2 separate regions of the Mus musculus genome follow, and region 1 is linked to region 2. Evidence: chromatin contacts called from public HiChIP or PLAC-seq data. All regions are on one chromosome and are shown on one strand. Each heading gives the region's core, a stretch centred on a gene start, on an enhancer-like site or on the middle of the called end of the contact. The rest is flanking DNA. Distances are from core to core; before and after follow the strand shown. Region 1 overlaps Pde4d (phosphodiesterase 4D, cAMP specific). Region 2 overlaps Pde4d (phosphodiesterase 4D, cAMP specific).

Region 1 (2,820 bases), core at 275-2,774, 640 kb before region 2:
CTTGTATTAGAATGGCTTACTCTCTAGACCCGCTCCCTTCATAACCAATCCAGTGTTCCCTCTACTTCTGAACTGATGATGTCAGCAAGCAGTGCAATGATGTTTTAAAAGTAGAAACCATCTCTGTTTTTCAAATGCTGGAGATTATAACAAGGAAGGAAGGGAAACTGTAGTCAGGGTATAATATATGAGAAAAGAATAGATAGATAGATAGATAGATAGATAGATAGATAGATAGATAGATAGATAGATAAACATAAAGATAGATGGATGGATGAATAGATAGATAGATAGATAGATAGATAGATAGATAGATAGATAGATAGATAGATAGAAAGAAAGAAATATAGAGATAGATGGATGGATGGATAGATAGATAGATAGATAGATAGATAGGTACATAGATAGGAAAGAAAAATATTGAAAGAAAAGGTATTCTAACTGATAGTATGTATCAGTAAACAGATAATGCTTATTAATTAATGGAAGTCTCTTTCTCTAAATATCACCATTGTATTTTCACTAAATAAGACTGGTCCCTAGAATCCGTACCTACTTGGTTCCTGCTCACCTGCTGGTATTTTCTTGTGTGTCAGATTGTGATACAGATTTTCCTCCCAGACACTTGAGCTATACTTCAACTAGCAGTTTGTGCCTTCCGCCATTAAGTACCCAGGTACTGATCCCAAGTATCTTGGGGTAAAAGTTACAAATATGTTAGGCTAGAAAACCTCAAAATCCATCTGATGTTTGAGACCATACTGTAGCTATGTAGAAAAGTGTTCTGTTACTAAGGGTTTTCCACTATGAACTGGGGGAGTTTAGTGATGGGAGGTCATGATTTGTGCAGCTTTTTCTCAGGTGCATCAAATAAAAATAATGGGTGTATATGTATGCCTACGTGCATGTGCACACATAAATAGAGAGTCATTAGACCAGTGATGCAGAATGCTGGGGCAAATCAATTTGAGTGTTATATGCCTGAACTTTTTTATACTACTTGTGACTTCTTTTAGCATGTTTGCAATTATCTCCAAATTCATGCATAAGGAAATCGGGCCAGTGATAAGGAACACCGAGGTGACTTCTTCAGCCTGAGTTCCTGCCCTCTCCTTACATACACTCAGAGCACACACAGAGACTCATTCATGTGAGTAACGCTCTTGTACTTTCTGCTTACACAATGTGTACCAGCACACTGAAGGAGCAGCGATTCAATCTCTTAATCGACCCATGCAGCAGGCACGAAGTGACTGGAGGAGACATTTGACCCACTGATTTGACTTTTAAGACCATTTCAGAGGCGTGATACAGTGTCACTCCTCATAAACAAGACTGCCCTTTTGTCCTTTCAGACTTGGTTGAAACTGGCCTGTGGAGTTCAACTACCTGAGAAACATCCTTGAGTAAGACAGCCTAGGCATGCTGCCCAAACCACAGGCTGTTGGCAACTTGGCCAAGAGTGACTCGTCAGAGCCATTGACCTCCATGGTGCTGACGAATACAATGAGCTGCAGAAGAGGTATGGTTTGTTTTGAACACGTTTACTATGATTGATGGCCCATATCTGGCAAGTTGGTTCACTCCCAGTGGAGATGAAAAGTTTCACTCTTTGCCTCTTTCGACATTCCTGTTAGGACAGGTTTCACCCTTATTTGCCAACCACAGATAAGTCACTAATATTGGCTGCACAATGAACTCATTAGCTACTGAATGGATCCATGCTATCCATAACATTTCCAAGTCAACAAGAGCTCGCTACTACATTTCCTCCCCGAATGACTTTAGACGTTTTCCTTCAGGGTACAAAATTTCAAGGCATGGATCAATCAGTTAGAAAATTTTTGAGATGGGCCAAGGCCAGAACCAGAATCAGGTTAGGAAGTGGTCTATTATGAATGGCAGGCTATAAACCACATATCCATGATCAAAAACACCCACAAATGGACTCTGACCATTACGTGCCTCAAGTTAGGTTGAGAGAATATCAGCCTTCTGAGAAAGTCAATTTCAGATTCTGACTCAAAAACAAAACAAAAATACAAAAAACCAACTAAAAGAAAAATTAAAATGAAGACAATTAAGGTTGCAGTGGTAAATGGGTGGGGAATGAAAACTGCAAAAGAGCCAGAGCAGACTAGTCCCGGTTGTGTGACATGGAAATCCTCAATGAAGGTTGCAGAAGAGCACAGAGTATGAAGAGCCAGATGACAGGATAGAGGCGGTTTCCAAGGCGACTCAGAGGAAGAGGCTACTTAAAAACCTGACCTGGATTGCCGCCAGAACTCAAAGGCTTGTTTTGGTTGCCATTGTTGCTGCTGCCCTTTAAGTAAAGAAACACGAGAGTGAAAAAATATTTCTCTTGGGGTCAGAAGGAAAGGAGAGATGAGATGATGCCGAGATGCCAGAGAGAGAGGGAGGGTGGGGATGGGGGGAGGGACACGGAAAAGAGAGAGACAGAAGTGCGCTGGATTTCTGCCCCCTTCAAAACAGAAGGTTTTGCTACATATTGATAGTTTCCAGACTCTATGATTTTCACCCACTGGTAGGCTAGTTAGCCAAGGCAATCTCTCCGCCCTTCATCTCCTTTCAGTGAATTCCATGAATTAGCCACCAGATAGTCCTAGTTATGTTTTTATACATTCACTATGTAATAGTATACCATGGAGCTTTCCAAAGGAGCCACAGGTCTGAGTTCTGGTCCAGATAGAATGAAGTTTACTCCTTGGTCCTATAGGTCATTTAGGTTCGAGTGTAGTGTGCTACCTCCACATACCAGATAGGAAACAGGTCATACCAGCAGTAAATTTTCAGTGTTGT
Region 2 (3,110 bases), core at 469-2,968:
TCTTTTCTTTTCTTTTCTTTTCTTTTCTTTTTTTTTTTCCAGAGCTGAGGACCAAACACAGGGCCTTGAGCTTGCAAGGCAGGCACTCTACCACTGGGCTAAATCCCCACCCCACTCCCTTTTTATTTTAAAGATTTTATTATTATATCTAAGTGCACTGTAATTGTCTTCAGACACACCAGAAGAGGGCATCAGATCTCATTACGGATGTTTGTGAGCCACCATGTGGTTGCGGGGATTTGAACTCAGGACCTTTGGAAGAGTAGTCAGTCTCTTAACCGCTGAACCATCTCTCCAGGCCTCAGATAATTCTTTATGGTAAAATTTTTACTAGACTAACTTTAAAGCGGGCCTTCCCATCACCCATTCAGTTATTCAGTCAACAAATACTCACCGAACACTTAGTGGCTTCCAGGAATCTATTGTATGCAAATGTCAAAACAACACAGGGCCACTGGCATCTCAGAAAGTGACCCACCACACAGCAGTCAGGAGTGGTGAGCCACTGAGACCCACCTTGACTTCTCGGGGTTAGTCCAGAAGATGAATATGAGAGAGTAGAATCATTATTTATATCCAGGCAACAGAGGGGTGGCTGTTTTAAGTGTTATCTTGAAACAGATTAGTTTGCAGTGGGTTCTATGGGAAAAATGGAAGCATAATTCTACTTTGCTTCTTTTCTTAAATTTGATGTAGGTATTTTTATATAGCTCTTTTAGATGTGGGGGCTTGGGGATATAGTAATTATATTTCGATCCCAGATACAAAATCAGGGGCTTCACTGTAACTTTACACATGTACTTAAAATGGTTTAATCCCATTCACAAAGGACACTGCCTTGCTTTGTGCAGGACTCCAGCCTTCGGTAGGACAGAAAGTATGTGGTTTGCTTGTGATGCAATTCCTGCATTGGTTGCCCATGACAACGGTTGTTTTCTTCATTAGGTTTTATGTGGTTGGTCAGGTTATGCCAAGAGAATTGTACTCAGAGGAATTATGAGTCTGTTGAATGCCAGCTTTGAGCAGTGATTGCAGTGTGCAGTGGTAGAGAAGTGGCTCTCGGTTTGGTTAAGACAGAAACACAAACTCCTGGGTACCCTGCATAACCTGTGGCTTCTCTCTCCCTCTCCCTTAATATCTGTTTTCCAGCCACTGGAAAATGGCACATGTATGTTCAGAAAGTTCCACTAATCAGTTCTTTTCTGCTGCTCTCTTGTTTCTGTGGCTTCAAGAAGCCTTGAATTGCAATCTCCTGGATGCATCACTGAGAACAACTTAAGTCAACTATAATTTCCAACAGATCCCGAACATGGATTTGGAAAGATCAGGTGTTATTGAAATGAGCTATAATACATTCAGGCTGGAATCCAGCTGCTTCCAGCTTGTCTCCTCCCTCTCTGGGTTAACAAGTGTTTCCAAAGCCACGGGCATTAAGAATCCCGAAACAGCTAATTAACGGAGCCGATCTCCATCACATGAAGCCTGTGTGCTCCAGGCTGATGTGAGACCTCAGCTTCCCCAGGCTATCAGGACGGCGAGGGAGCGCTTGGAATTGGGTTGTGACATTCAGCTCCCTGCCTGTGGCAGAAAATAACCTCCTCAGAGAACAGTACTTTCAACAATGACAAAAAAGGTCTCATGGCCATGACTACGCAAAAGTAAATGAGCATTTCCTCATGTTCAGACTGTGACTCACAAGTGGCCTGTGAGTGGACCAAAGCCTGAGGTATTCCCTTGAAACTGAGTCCAGAGAAACACAGGCTTGGTGAGAGAGTGAGTTAGCTTTGGATCACAACCTTCCAACAGGCAAACAAAACCCAAGTAAAGAGGTATTGCTCTCCTTGTCCAACATTTTTTCCTACTTATCTATAGAATCAAAGATATAATCAAATTTACTTATTTAAAAAAATAAGACAAGTTACAATGAACTGACCAGGTCTTATATATATCTTTTCACAAGTTATGTACTTTAATAATAAAATCTTTTATCATACACAGAAAGATGTTCCCTCGTTCCCCTGGCTCAAACATCTGTCTTCCGTGATCTTAACAAACCTGTCTTTCTAAAACATACCATCCCCTACTTGAACAGACTTGATTTTTTTTTTCATGGTAGATAATATACATGTATTTTCTTATGCTCCTACACCTATCATTACTAGACTCACATCTGCAGAATTTCACTGTAGGCTCACAGACCAAATAGCGCGCCCTTGAGTTCTACAGCTGTCGAAATCTCCATTCCCAACAAGCCCCGCACCTTGAAGGCTGTCACCTCTTCTACCCAGTCACTCATTTCTTTCTTTGTTGAATTTTTGTTCATTCTTAAGACAGTGTTTTAATGTTACTTGCTCTGGGATTATTTACCTCCTTTACTTAGGACTATAGTCTCTACCCCTTTGGTTAACTCTCTTGCCATCCTTATCATGAGGCAAAGTTTGTGAGTTACCTCTTTGAGCTTAATGCTTATATTATTTTTAGAATATCCAGAATGAAATGACAAAGTGCTCCTATGGAAATGGACAAGTGCCTGGATCAAGGATTTAACCAGGTCACTGAACCAGATTATACTTAACTGTACTTTAAAGTCTACAATTAATCTTTTATATACTCTATTTTTTAATGATAAGTTTGAAGTGATAATAAAGAAGTATACCAGTTAGCAGTTAAAATTTGTATTTGACTCCTGCCTTATATGCACACCCCTTCTTTATGCAGATGTCATTAAAGGACTACAGAAGCTACACTAATTGAAATAGAAGAGCTGTGTGTATAGGCAGGTAACTTTCATTTGATGGTTAAGAACATTAAGATTCATCTTCCAAATGCATCATGTCAAGCCCAGAGTTTGGAATGATACTAACAGACTGAATTAGGAGATGATACAAATCATAACCGCTGGAAGAAATATAGGCTGAGTTAAATATGTAACACTAGTATGCACAGTCTAACACTCACCTATAGCAACTAGCTATGTAGAAAAACCAACACGTACAACAATAGAAAAAAGAGCAAATGGAAGACCTTTAAAAATAATTTGAGGGTTTTAAAACAATTTTTTAAAATGCATATTAATGTAAAAATAAAAAAAAAAGACTCGGAATATTTAG

What was found. HiChIP or PLAC-seq counts read pairs in DNA pulled down with a chosen protein or histone mark.
Region 1: a contact with region 2 is called in a FOXA1 HiChIP or PLAC-seq map of pancreatic cancer cells. The contact joins two enhancer-like sites.

What each region holds. Positions count from the first base shown.
Region 1 is chr13:109,880,040-109,882,859 of GRCm38.p6, reverse strand. The region is part of intron 7 of Pde4d (phosphodiesterase 4D, cAMP specific); the gene reads right to left. Among named protein-coding and RNA genes, the nearest start is that of Mir1904, 22 kb to the left of the region's middle. Within about 2 kb of position 1,524, at least 41 of the 459 cell types and tissues checked have an H3K27ac peak or open chromatin away from gene starts, as enhancers often do. A contact at or near this core is called in pancreatic cancer cells, where this site is marked.
Region 2 is chr13:109,241,204-109,244,313 of GRCm38.p6, reverse strand. All of the region lies in intron 3 of Pde4d (phosphodiesterase 4D, cAMP specific), which reads right to left. Among named protein-coding and RNA genes, the nearest start is that of Mir582, 82 kb to the left of the region's middle. Within about 2 kb of position 1,718, at least 92 of the 459 cell types and tissues checked have an H3K27ac peak or open chromatin away from gene starts, as enhancers often do. A contact at or near this core is called in pancreatic cancer cells, where this site is marked.